Linked DNA regions of Dromaius novaehollandiae: region 1 is linked to region 2. A link is a contact called in public Hi-C data. All regions are on one chromosome and are shown on one strand. Each heading gives the region's core, a stretch centred on a gene start, on an enhancer-like site or on the middle of the called end of the contact. The rest is flanking DNA. Distances are from core to core; before and after follow the strand shown.

Region 1 (6,843 bases), core at 1,429-3,928, 290 kb before region 2:
TTTTGAAGTAGTCTATTTAGCCACCCTGAACGGTGCAGCTAGAAGTAAATAGTGATATTTACATTTGATTTGCGAGTGTGATTGATTTTAAATAATGTAAGAGAGATCAGTGTCAGAAATCAATGCCATAAAATAAAAATATGGATAGATATATCTCCAAGTTTTATACATAGGCGTATTTTATTAATTTACAGTGATAAGTTTTATTAATGAAATCTATCAATTTCCAAAATGTTTGAATTATAGCAAATTGATCTGACGAGGAGCAATTCTATCAGTCGCAACGTCTTTTCCACATGTGAACACTAGATGGCACTGGAAGACAGGAGCGATGTAGTTAAAATCGCGAGGTGTTTTAAATTTCTCGAGGTTCATGTAATTCGGTGGAGGATCACTGAAGCAAAACTGATATTCTGTAGATATATTTTGTGAAAAAAAGGGAAAACATCACAGAATCACAGAAACTATACTACATGACTCAGCAGTCGCTCAAACCTATAGAAGAAATGAGGATGATTTGAGATTAAAGGGCAGAATATGATGGTAAACGTGTCCCATGCCCTGTCCGGGGCTGCCGCTGGACCTGCCTGCGGAGGACGAGGCCGGTCGCCCCTGGGACAAGGCAGGAGCTGGGGTGGGAATCGGTGTCTCTGACTCAGGCTGCAAACCATGATGCACAGACAACCCAGAAGGTTTCCAATACTTCAGCCTGCTCTTAAAGGGCCAATTATCCTTAATGAGGTAAAAACGTAACAGCCTGTCATGTGCAAGGGATGACTGCAGATTATTTGATGTTTTATTCTGGTCTTAAAAATTAGGAATACATAGTTTTATTTAAAATGTAAAAGCAAGCCCTCAGGAGTTAGGAAATTCCAGGTCTATGAGTAACAATGCAACTGTATTTCAGCCTATTCTGTGCATTACCTGAGGCAGAGATCCTTTGGGACAAAATGGTATGTGTCCATGTAATTAAAAACGGTAGCATAAAGCACACGCACAAGACAGCACAGCTATGGCTGTAGCAAGCCTATCCTAGCATTTTGGCACTTGACTTACCCATCTAGACAATATTCTTTTCTATATGTGATTTTATATACAACATTTAATTAAAAAAAAAAAAAGATCAAGTACAATGCCATATATACACCATGACACTGCAGCCCACATTGTGCAGGCCAGAGAAAGGGCCCTTGGAGCATGTGTCACATCTGGAAAGAAACCGTCCTGGACTCGCTGTGGCCCGTGTTGGGCCACCGCTGGGTTTGGCTGCGGGAGTCAGATATGAGATGGACCTAGGCTAATTGTGGCTCTTTTTCTTCATGCTGTTCTTGACATTTCTGCCGTATCGCCTCTCTCACCGTGGCGTGAAAAGTCCTCTGAGACTACCTAAAGTTACAGCATGATCGCTGGGATAGCTGGGACAAGAGCCTAATTCCTTTAGTTAGAATTTCTCTATTACGTTACAGATTTTCAGCTGGTAAAATTATGCTCATTTTCTTTTCCTTACTACACTATTACTATTACGATTATTTTCAGACAATCTTATGCTGAAAAGAACCATTTTAACCCCAGATACGACTTTTCTTCTGGTGAGATCTCTGCTTATATCTGCTCAGAAGTGTGAATATCAAACTGCCACTGAAATGCTTGCTCTTGGGAGAGCGCTAGAAAACATCCATTCACATGTTTTCTGTGGGTTAGATAATTGCACCTTTTCTCTTTCTAGCATCTCAAAACACACACTGATCATATTTTCACATTTATATTAGCCACTTAGGGAAACCCTTGCTTCAGCCTCTCATCGCAGAATCCCATTCCAGACCTCTGCTCTTGTAGATATTAGGTGATGATCTCGCTGAATTGTGGCATATGTTTTATTGCAATTGCTACTAATCTGAAATGACTGAAAGTGTCAGTTATGTGCCTGATACTACTTGCTTTCCTTTCGTTTTGCAAGATTTGGTTTGTATTGCAAGTAACCACAGCTGGATGTTTAACACAGAAAATTACAGTGATTGCTACTCCTGGCTTATTCTCTTACCCACCTACTGCTATTTTAGATGGCAGAAAAAAAGTGAAAAATGGCAATTTTACTTCCACTACCTGTGGGTTAAAGCCCTGCAGCAGCTTGTTTCCAGCAGGGCTGGGCACAGCCCTGCTAACAAGACCCCCCTCAGGACCAGCCCTACCGGAGGCTGTGAAAGCCCACGCCCACCCCGGGCTTCTCCTCGCTCCTAGCGCTCCACCAAGTCGCCCAGCAAGTGCTGAAATTAGATTTATTTATTGACTTCACAGTAAAAGAGAAAGCTACAGAGAACACGAGCTGGAAATCAATCGAGGGGTACCCCACACCGACCAAACCCCACAGGGCACAAGAAATGGCCGACAGGGAAGCAGGTGAAGGAGGATGGACATTGCAGGGCCTTCACCTCCTGTGTCCAGGGCCTGCGGGTGCCCGGAGCACCTGTGGGTGCCCTCAACACTCCTCCCACACCTTCCTCACACCACCTCTACCGCCCCCCAGGGCTTGGTCTCAAGAAGCGGCTCAGAACCGGACCGGACCGGACCGGACCGGACCGGACCGGACCTGGGCTGCCTCGAGAGCGAGCCACGCTCAAGATGGCGGGAGGCAGCCACCAGCCCTAGCGCCGCGCTCAAGATGGCCCCTGTCCCCGCCCCTTTTCCCGCCCCCGGCGGCGGCGACTTCCGGAGGGTGAGGGCGTCCGTCCCATGGTAACTGCGCCACGGTGGAGACGCCGCGGGGGCCGCTCGCTTCCTGCCGCCCGCGCCGCAACAACGGAGCCCGCGGGAGCCGCCGCCGCGCCGCGGCCAGGTACGTGGCGGCGCCGCCGGGCGGTGCGGGGGGGCCCGCGGCGGCTGGGCGCGCGGCGGCACTGAGGTGCGCGGCCGCCGGCAACGGCCGCGCCGCCGGTAACGGTCGCGCCGGGGCTGGCCGGGCGGCGCGGCTGGGGCCGGGCCGCGCTCTGCCAGCCGGCGCCGTCTGTTCTCCGCGGCAGCCGCGCTGCCGGCCCGCCCGGGGCGCAGGTCTGGGTGCGGGCGGCGGGTGCGTTACCGGTGCGCGGGGCGCGGGGGTCGCGCTGGGGCGGCGGGGGCCGTTGCCGTGTGCGAGGCGGCGGGCAGCCAGCGGTGCCCTCTCTGCTGCTGGGCCTCGTTGTAAAAACTTGCGGAAAAGTGGGTTTTTGCATCGACTTCTGAATTCTGGCGTGGATTTCGGGGGGAGTTGGGGCCTCGTTAAAAGGTGTTCAGGCATCCAGTTTGTGGTGTTCGCCGTGAACCTGAAGGGCACCGGGAGGCCGGTCGTATCTCACGGTTTTGGTTGTCTTTGTTCCGACGCCGCTCATGGTGCCGTAGCTTGTTTTCAGGAGCAAAGAGTGCGTGCGAGCTGCGGGGCTGCAGGCAGTAGTTTCTGAAGGGCACTGCTGTGGCCCCCTTTGTCTTGGGAAATTAGGATGTAGTAACCCCTGACTTCTGTCCGTGCAAAAAGCGTGAGCTGTTTAAGTATTGCTTCCGACAGTGGTGGCAAATACTGTCGGTGTAATAGAGAAACTGTTAAGGCAGGGGTTTGTCCAGGGAGATGTGCATTGAGTGCTGTCCAAGCCCCTTTATGGCAACTTGTAACTTGCACTGGAGCCAGGGACTGTTACCAGTGGTGGCACCTGCAACCATTGCACCTACTCATTGTTGTACCCTGCTCGCAAAATCCTTTACCCTCTGTGTAAAGGACAACTCACCTGCCAATTTCTCATCCCATCTTCCTCCTAGCAGAGGAGGAGAGGGTATTGGAATTTGAGTTGCTTGAGAGCACTTCTGCGAGAAAGGTGGAGGACCTTCCATCGGTTCTCAGCCTATGGACAGGATGGAAAAACAAAGCTTTGCAAAATGGTTGCTTGTTTGAACTGAACATAGTGAAATAAGGGCTGATATCCTTTTGAGGAGAGGGATGAAGAGCTATAGTTACTTTGTGTACCTGTCTGTAGGTTGTGTGTATTTTAAAGCAACTGAAGTTGTCTGATCAGAGTTCCTAACTAGCTCATAAAATAACAGTTAGTGTTAACTTCTGGCTTTGACAAGCAGACCAAAAAAGCCCCCAGTACAAACCTGTAAAATGGTAATGAACACTTAGTATAAGGCATCTGAATTGTCAATGGGCTTATAAATATATGTGCTCAGATTTAAGTGTTGACAGGTAGAATTGCAGGGAAAATAGGTGCAAGAAAACAGTTGGGATGGATAGGTCTCTTTAGTTAATGTGAAAGTCCCCTGCAGAAAAAAGTTAGTACGTTATTAATTGGTGTGAGGCGTTGTAGTATACTGTATGTAAACATATATATATCACCTAGAAACCTACCTTAAGTCAGAGCTTCCCTGTGCCAGTCTATGAGGTAATGATAGTGTTAGACTAGTTTCTGTCCCAAAAAGCATCTATTCAGCATAGGCTTAAGGCAAGGTGGATGACAAAGCAGAATAATATCTGAGCAGGGTAGGATCACTTGCTGATAGCTTATTAGTCTCAGAATCTTTTTGTTTTGGAGGAGGGTGGGGTTGGTTCCCCTTGAGATGGGCTTCTTTAACTGGACAAAGGGACAAGAGATGTTAGAGCAGGGGCCATGTGAGCCTGAAGCAAACATCCTAACATCCTGTAGTGATGGAGATGGAAAAGGTCAAGTGTGGAACAGCCAAGTAGAGCAAAAATGCTTGGAGTGGGGAAACATATATAAAGACTTACAATATTTATAGGCTTTTGCTGCAGATACCTAAGTTTGTAATCACTGAGTTGTTGAACATAACAAATAAGTTACATTCATAACCACAAAAAGGAAAATGTAAAATAAATGTAACTTGTACTTCTCTCAGTTCTTCAGTAGCTTCTAGGAACAGCACTTAGCATTGGGATGCTCTTGTGCTAGTTGCTGAGATACAAATTAAGCCTAAACAACAACAACAAAAAAACCCCCAAACAACTCTTGCAGCTTTTGTAGTAACTATCTTTAAACTGCAAACTTTATAACAAAACCCCCACCCTTTACTACCTGGAATATACATAGTTTCGGCATTAGGTACCTTGGAAGTCATTAAATAAAAAGGAAAATCAAATTCTGCCAGAACATTTGTTTGCTTCATTACAGCAAAGTAAGTAATATCATATAATAATATAACAGCCTAGTTTGAGGACACAGTTATTTTGAGATTAAAGATTAAATGTGTACATCAGTTAAAAGCAGATGGATGTTGAAACTAGCACCTAGTACTACAGTGATGTAAAATATTAAAGGCTGCAGTAGGATTTGAGTCTCTATAGCATTACAAAGGAGTTTTTTGCCTGTTTGGGTAGTATTGTCTCTGTGTAGAGACTAAAATGCAGACATTGGGTTTTTCATTTAGATCTGCAGGCACTGAGTTTGTGTTGATTTTTGTTGATCTGCTTTTGAACTCATCGGAGCAGAGTTGAGGTTGTTTGTGGATGTGATACGTGATGTGATTAAATCAGGCTGCGCTGGTGGCTGTTTACCTCCATAGTACCTGGAGGAGCAGCAACAGTGGTTGGGTTTTAGTGTGTGGATATAGCAGCAGCTTTGCTTCAGTTTGGCCTTCTCTGTCTTATTAATACATGAGACGTGAGTTCAGGATGAAGCTTGTTTGCTGTTTCTCAGTGGACAGGCTTAAAACATTGAGAAAGAAGTGTTCTTGTCCTTTCAAATAACTTTCTACTCACTGGTTCTTTCCAAATTTGCTACTGTCGCTAATTTGACTCTGTTGGGGAATGCCATGCGAAGCTGGTTTTGACTGATCAGAGAATCAGTGTAGCAGGAACAAAAGACATTGATGGGGGAGAGCGGTCCCAAAGGGCCCTGAGAAGTAAGAGATGGAATTCAGATTAGTAACCTTCCCCCCCCCCCCCAAAAAAAAAAAGTCTTGCCATAGAAGAGGTGAAAAATAAGACTATAAAAGAACAAAGGTAGAAAGAACATGTGAAAACACTTAGTTCTCATAATCTTACCCTTTCCCATGAGGAGACTTTTTGAATGGCTTTCATAGTAATGTTTCTCATATGTTCACTATAGATTTGAGCAGTAAGCTTTACTTTTCCTTTAAGCCTTTAACAGAGGTGATTGATTTATTAGCTTTGATAGAAGTATAGAATTACTTTCAAACTTTGAAATACATAATAAGCACCTCAGATAATTAGTGAGTCTACAACTATCTCTCTTCAAAGTGGTCAATGGAATTAATTTGGTTTTGTAACCATGGTTATTTTCTTGTTCAGTGACCATATGGTATTTCTGAGTTTAGTGTGACTTCCTGTGAGCAGTTTTTATGAAGTCAGCTGTGCTTTGGTGTGAAGTGCAACAAAAATTAAGCTCTATGGGAGGATGTGAAAATGCTGGTTTTGGGAAGGACCTAAATAAGCACATTGCTTTCACATTGTAGCATAATAATAGATTATAGTCTCTAAATTATACATTCAGTGAGACTGTAATGTAAAGATAGCTAAAACTTTTCACCATTGCTTGTATGACACTCTGAAGTTTTTACATAAACATAACTATTGACAGATCAATATTCTGTTGCAGATGAAATAGTTCATAGCTTTACTGTCAAAATGAGACCTCTGTTACAGTAACTTGCCTTTTGGGGGGATCTCTTTTCATGAAGCTTAATAAACTAAGTCTCTTCTTGCATGCATCTTTTGGTGGTAATAGACCAGCCACACAAAATTTACATCAGAATTTTGGTTTAGAGGTTCGTAGTAATCAGAAAGGTGTGCATTTAGTCTGTCTCTGTGTAATTTTGGAACATCACATCCATCAAGTCAAAAGCAAT
Region 2 (6,915 bases), core at 2,726-5,225:
AACCCAGAGTGAGACGCCCCAGTCCCCATCACCCGGTGGGCACCGCTGCTTGTTTCGGGTGCCGGCGGTAAGCGAGCAATGACCCCACCAGCCTGGGGGCCCAGGCAGGGGCTGGAGCTGGAAACCTGCCAGCCGGCTGGAAAAGTCCAGGGAATGAGCCCGGCTCCCTGGGCTGTCCCCTCCGGCAGGGCCTAGCTGGTGGGTCTCGACGCTTGGAGGGCGAGAGATGACGGTGCTCCTGGCTTATGGGGTCCCGGGCAGACCCTTCAAATTTTCTCTCTTTCTCTCTTTCTCCTTCCCCTGCCCTGATCTGAGGACGGGAAGTTGTTGTGGGTTTCTTTTTCTTCCTCCCTCCCCCTTTTTTCATTTTTTTTCTTCTTGATATTGCAGGGAGGGACAAAACAAGGAGAAATGAAATACGGACAAAAACAAGCGACGGGAAAATGAAAGCCCAGAAAAATAGTGAGGCCCTTACCTTGTGTTTAAAAAAAAAAAAAAAAAGAAACACTCAGCATCTAATCCTTTCCGATGAAAATCGCTATTTTAAATGGGTGGCTATTTATAGGAGATATGCATTTGGGTAACGACCATTCCAGGCGGTTGTTCTTTAATGCTATAGGCAGCTTGAAGTGATGCAGCAGGTTTTGCACAGAGGCAGAGGCAGGTCGGGAGGGACGTGGCACGGGGGCTGTGGTGCCTGGGGGAGCCCTGCCTGGAAACCCTCAGGGATTTTTGCGCGCATCTCCGTGTTTTAGCATGGCTTTCCAGCTGGGTCGGGAAGCTTTGGAAGGAAGGAAGGAAGGAAGCAGATCTCGTGAAGCAACAGGCGTCCTTGCTTTAGGAGGGATTTCGGAAAGGTTGAACCTTGCTGCAGCTAGCAACCAGGGAGGTAGAGAAAGAAGAAGAAACACAAAGGAATAGCAGATATGCAGGATCGGCACTGGTTTAGGATGGTGGCTGTGACTAGACCTGGCTCTAGCGAGACACGCGGCGACAACGCACGCTTACCGCGGGGCGCTTCCAGGTGATCCCCTGGGTTTTGGAGGAGTAGGGCCCCAGGTCGGCGTAGCCCAGCGCGGAGGGGCAGGCCGGGAACTCGTCGTCCTTGAAGAGCGCGCCGGCCTGCAGGCACCGCTGCTTCAGGGCCTCGTAGTCCTGGCTGAGGTAGCGGGTGGCGTTGCCGCGGGAGCCCAGCCCGCCCGCCGCCGCCCGCTCCTGGCACAGCCGCGCCGCGGCACCCGCCATGCCTGGCCGCTCCGGCCGCGCCCGGCACGGGGCGGATATATGCGGATATATGCCGGCCGGGGTGGAGCGAGGGCGGCCCGGCACGCAAGCACGTGTTTGCTTACAAGCTCAGAGACTGCTCATCCTGCTGCTGCCTCCGGCCTTGGCGGTGGGGCTTCCCCGGCGGAGCTCGCCCCGTGCCCGGCTGAGGGCTGGGGAGGCCATGGCGGTGCTCGCGGAGAGCGCGTGATGGCTGCCCCTTCCTCGGGCAGCTGAGGGGGAAGGTGTGGGATGGGGGGGAGAGATCTTGAGGAAAGAAACTCCTGGAGATAAGGAGCCCAAGCAGTGGCTGGCCAGCTCGCTTGGCCGCAAATATTTGAGGAGTGTAAATACAAAGGAGGAAACAGGACGGCTCGGTCTGCTCCGGGGGGGGAGGCTGGGCCAGGGAAGTGTTAGACACATGATCTGAAAATTCACTTAGTAGAGAAATTTCACTGCTGAAAATCGAGCAAAGGAGAGCAATGCCCAGGATTTTGTTTCTCTGTTGCATTTCGGTCCTTCTGCACGTGTTTGTGTCCTGAACCAGAATGAAGAGTTGGATTATAAAAGGTTGGTGGAGCAGTGGTTTTCTTTCCAGAAGGGATTTTTTCCCTGCAAAACGGACCCATTCAGCAGCACCCACCTTCTCCGACGCCGAGGCAGAGCCCTTGTTCCTTTCCCTGCTGGCACCAGCTTCTCACCCTGAGTTTTCCCCTGTTCCCTAGCCAGAGACGAGCTGCTCTTTTGCTGCGATCTGTGCGAGCGGCAGGCTTTGCCGGCGTTATTCGTGGAAAAGCGAGGTGCTTCGGCATTGGAGAGCGCCGTTTTGAGCAAAAAGGTGGTGTTTCCCACCGACTGTTTGGCACCGCTTTGGAAGCACCGGGCCTTGCGCGTCCAGAGCGCGGTAAGTGCGACGCGGGGGAAACGCAATCCAATGGCACTTTTCATAAATTTCAGTAAAACGTGCCACAGCGTGTTGCCCGTCCTGTGTCTTGCGTGGGGGGAATGGCCGAGGACCACCGTGGTCCCTGACGGAGAGCTGGACCTGGTGGCCACCCGGCGTCCCTGCCTCCAGGTCCTGCTCCCAGCGCTGCTGGAGGCAGCATGAGCCACTCCACGTCTAGAAAATGATGCACAAGCACCATCTAGAGGCTATAGAGACGAGGGAAAGGTGGTGACTGTGTAGGTGGCTACAGCGACAGCTGACAGTTATGATATGGGGCAGAAAGGGTGGAGGTTCTCCAAGCCGCTGCCTGGCCCTCATCAAACCTGCTGCTGAAGTTGCGTGGACACACGGAAACAGCAACCGGAAAAATTATAAAAATGGGTCGGATTTCCATTGCTCCTGGGATTTGCATATTTTTGTCTGGCTCTTCCTGTTTTCCATCTCCCCTCTCCCTTTGCTGGAGATAGCAAGGGAGGAGAGAAATGGGGAAGAATGGGATAAACCAGGAAAACGCAGTGCTGGCTCCTGGCCGTGCTGTTGCTGGGGAAGTGGAGCAGCTGCCTAGCAGGAACGATGACTGCTCCTAGACGTCTGTCCATACGGTTATTCTTGCAGAGGATGAAATTTTCCGCCCAAATTTCAGGAAGGGGACGGGGTTCACTGCCGTGTGCTGCAAACTGGTGGATTCCCTCTGGGGAAAACTGTCTGAGATTGGTGGTGGGCCGGTTCTTCTGTTTTACGAAAGCCAGACCATTTTTGGCACCTCAGGAGGAGCAGGGTGACCTGGTGCCCACAAGACCTCAGTCCCTGGCCCCAGGCTGTTCCTGGCCCCAGGGTGTCCCTGCACCGCCTCTATGGCACGTGGGGAAGGCGGCCAAGCAAAGCAAAGCTGTTATATGGCAAAACATGGCCCAGCCCAGCCACGGCAACATTAGAGTGTTTTTTCGTCACGCACACACCTCCTTTGACTTTTTTCTAGGAGATATTGGGACATTAGGCAGGCATTTCTTTGCAATCTCATTTCCCCCCCCCCTTTTATTTATATATATATATATATATATATATATTTGGAAATCTGCCTAATGATAATGGAGCACGATGCAATAAGCAAGCCACTGCCTTGCTGTCCTCTGCTGCAGGGGATGGAGCAGCTCGGGCGGGGACCCGGGTGCTTCTGGCGCCTGTGGTGGTCCCCGTGAGCGTCCCCAGCCCAACTCTGCTCGGGGGCTTGCGGCCAGACCCCCTTCCCTCACGCCAGCGGCTTGCTTGCTTTGGCTTGCAGTTCCCAGTCGGGACGATGATCCGGAGAGATTCTCCGCGCTGAAAGAGCATCATCACCATTCAGTGCGGGAAATGCCTGTTTTTTCTTCCGTAGGTAAGAGTGGGAACTGAGGGGGGAGCTGGGGACTAGAGGGAGGTAGTTAGGAAGAAGGTTTTATTTTTATTTCTTTTATTATTATTATTATTATTATCGGGGGTGGGTAGGGGATTCTCAGTGCAGACATTAACATCGCGCCTGGCCACACGCCAGAACGCAGCGGCGCGGGCGTAGCTGAGCACTGACAGCACTCGTGGCACCTCTGCGGCGGGGGCGGGGAGGGGAGCAGGGCGCGGCCCCCGCCCGCCCCGTGGCGGGGAGGGGGCGGGGCCACGACAGGAGGGGCGGGGGCCGGCAGCCAAGGGGGCGGGGGCACGGCAGGAGGGGCGGGGCCGGCAGCCAGAGGGGCGGGGCCGGCAGCCAGAGGGGCGGGGCCTCGGCGAAGAGGGGCGGGGTCTGTCCGAGCCGGGCGAGGGCGGCGGCGGCGGCGGCGTCGGGGGGCGGCGGCCATGGCGGGGATGGCGGCGGCGGTGGCGAAGCAGCGCGCGGCGGCGGGGGGCGCGGGGGCGCACGGCCGCGCCGCCGCCTTCCTGGGCCAGGACTTCGCGGCGCTGCGGCGGGAGTGCCTGCAGGCCGGGCGGCTCTTCGAGGACCCCTGCTTCCCCGCCGTCGCCGCCGCCCTGGGCTTCAAGGAGCTGGGGCCGGGCTCCGGCAAGGCGCGCGGCGTCGTGTGGCGCAGACCCACGGTAGGGAACGCGTGCCCCCCCCCCCCACCGCCCCGTCCCCCCCCCCAACGGCTGCGCCGGGGCGGGGCGTCCTGAGGGAGCGGCCGTTAACGGCTGCGGGCCTCGTGCGGAGCGGCCGTTGGTCGCCGGCCCCCGGCGCTGCGGCTCTGCGGCGTCGCCGTCGCCGTGAAGCCGGCTGGCGTAGGTCCGTCGACGCGTGGCTTGTCTCGTCCCCAGGAGCTGTGTGCCGAGCCCCGGTTCGTGGCTGGCGGAGCCACCCGCACTGACATCTGCCAAGGAGCCCTAGGTGAGCGGGAGGCGATGCGCCAGGCAGGGCACCGGAGTGCCCAGCTGCTCTGCCGCCTGGCGTGTGCTTTGCTGTAACCCACTCTAACTGCATCCTCTCACATCTCGTCTGCTCTCTCTGATTTGACCTTGCTCGCCTTCCCCTCCGAGCTGCAGACGGGGACCACGTCCGCTCCTCCTCTGCGTACAGCAAGGCCGCAGTGAGTGCTGGCGGCACGTGCCCATCTTCTGATCGGTGCCGGCTCCTGTCGCGCATGCCTCACCTCAGCATCCACCTGCCTGACAGCAGCACGCAAAGCAGTGTCACTAATTCCTGCCATTAATAGTCTGCCTAGGAGAACAATTATGTGTATTTCATGGCATTTCTTTTTTTAATTTTGTTTTTTGCCCTGCGGAACAGAGTTCTGTGAAGCAGGCAGGATCCCCTGCAACCTGTAATGATGCAGTACAGAGAAAACAAGTTACAAAAAGAGATGCCATAGTGCTGATCAGCTCTCAAGCAAAATTAAGCTGGTGGGTTTTTTTTTTTTGGGGGGGGGGGGGGGGGCATGCATTCACGTACCTGCATGTGAGCCCTTTGCTTTTGATGTGCCTTCCACTGAGTTTGTGCAAGGGCAGCTCCCAGAGCCGGTCGCTCCGGTGGAGCCCTGGGAGCCCAAGGGATGGCCACTCCCAGAGTGGGAGCGAGAAGGGACTCACTAACCTGGTTCTGCATGCACTGCTGTTTCAATCTCTAAGGATTTCTCCTGCCTTGCCTACCAGGAGTTTGAGTACCTCTGTGCCTCTCTTCCCACACGCCAGCATAGAGGCTGACAAAGACAAGAAGTATGGACATGTGAGAGGAAAGAAGCTAAGGAGGAAACAGCGAGTCTGGTAGTTATTACGTGACTATCCACAGAGAAAGTTTTCAGGGTTTTAGGACTGACAGTGCAGCTGAGGAAAATTTCGCCGTCTGTGTAGGGAAGCATGACTAATATGCCGTTTCTTTCCACTGTTATGCTTTCTCAGTGGAATTGGCAAGAGTGAAGTCCATGGATCTGTTTGCTTTCTGTCAGCATAATAGTAGTGATATTGCTGCTTATTAATTTCTAGTTCTGCTGCTGCTATTTGCATTTTATTGTACAAAAATATAGCAGGTAGGAAAGCTCATTTCAGATGTTTTGTACTTACAACAGTTCTTTCAGAAGTTATCCTGGTTGGTACTTTAACAGTAAGACACAACTGGTGTAAAAAAGCCCTGAAAATCAAAATACCTTAGATTGTGAATTTAATTCTCCCTGTGCCCCAGTATTATCTGTGCCGTGGAGTAGGCTGCATTGTGTATGTTGTGAAGTCCTTGGCGTGTTGCTTGCATTACCCTTTCAGAAGAAAGAGCTAGGAGCTTTCAGTTGGTCAGCTTCCTTCACGCGTTCTCTCTCTGCCCAATATCTTGTCTCCAATGACAAATGCTTTGGCATAATACGTGTTCCAGTGCTTGATACTTGTGCTGGATATCTTTCCTCTTGTTTTTATTGTGAAACTTTGCAGCTAGGGAGTTGTTCAACTTGAAATTACAGTCTGTTGTAATTTCAGTCCTTCTAACAGCTAGCGCTTTGCAGAGATGCTTGTTTCTGAAGGCAGTTAGTTGCCTTCTGCCTTCACTAGGCTTCCAGCTTTTCTATCCACACATTCTGGCAGCAGCAGTACTGCGATTAAAGATTTGCAGCTTAACTTTCAAGTTGGGGAGTTGCTGTTGCTGATGCCAAACTTTGGTTTGAACTGATGAAAGCATTTGTTCCCTGACAGGCATTTGGACCAGGGTGTGGATGCTCTCCTGAGGTTATATGTTGCCACTAAAGGATATGAGTCGACTCACCGCTAGTTTTCTTTTTACCTCCTGAAACAATGTTTGAATAGGAAGTTGTTAGTGTTCTCCTTTGTTTCGCTGTTTCAGACACAACCAGCTATGACTATGACTGGCCGCACTATCTTTCTATGAATCTGGGCAGGGTTTTGGTATTCTGTGTCAGTTTGTTGATTAAAATTAGATGCTGTTGATCTTCTGTCTAGTGTATAGACATTGAGACACTAAGTGCCTGTATCAAATCTGTCTTTTTTCACCAAGTGAGGCTAACAGCTGTGCTGTACAGATGCATTTCTTTGCTGCTGCCTAGTTTGACACCAGCATTAGAATTGAGACATTTGTTTAAGCTTTTTTTACTTGAATTTTGTGTGCAGAAGCTGACATCCTGTAACATTTTTGGATGTTCCAGAGAGGGTTGCACTGGAAGATGTCAGGTGCTCTTGGAAGCCTGCACTCTTTATTATGTTACTTTTTTCCATAGAAAGCTTTTATAGCCTGCTTACAGCTTTGATCA

What was found. A called contact is a pair of places that touch in the nucleus more often than the background predicts.
Region 1: a Hi-C map of liver shows a contact between it and region 2, with 4 times the contacts expected there. The contact joins the promoter of DISP1 here to the promoter of LOC112980095 in region 2. A contact is called at or near these places in 3 of 4 Hi-C or Micro-C datasets (brain, liver and ovary).

What each region holds. Positions count from the first base shown.
Region 1 is chr3:119,971,098-119,977,940 of bDroNov1.hap1, reverse strand. DISP1 (dispatched RND transporter family member 1) reads left to right here and starts at 2,678. Exons shown (of 8, transcript XM_064509976.1): 1 at 2,678-2,833.
Region 2 is chr3:119,680,677-119,687,591 of bDroNov1.hap1, reverse strand. It overlaps LOC112980095 (calpain-2 catalytic subunit), which reads left to right and starts at 3,975. Exons shown (of 21, transcript XM_064509963.1): 1 at 3,975-4,273; 2 at 4,490-4,559. The coding sequence starts at 4,037. LOC135327957 (a long non-coding RNA gene) reads left to right here and starts at 1,578. Exons shown (of 3, transcript XR_010388637.1): 1 at 1,578-1,833; 2 at 1,989-2,167; 3 at 3,492-3,596. It overlaps LOC112980111 (calpain-8), which reads right to left and starts at 1,393. Exons shown (of 21, transcript XM_064509964.1): 1 at 1,009-1,393. The coding sequence starts at 1,245.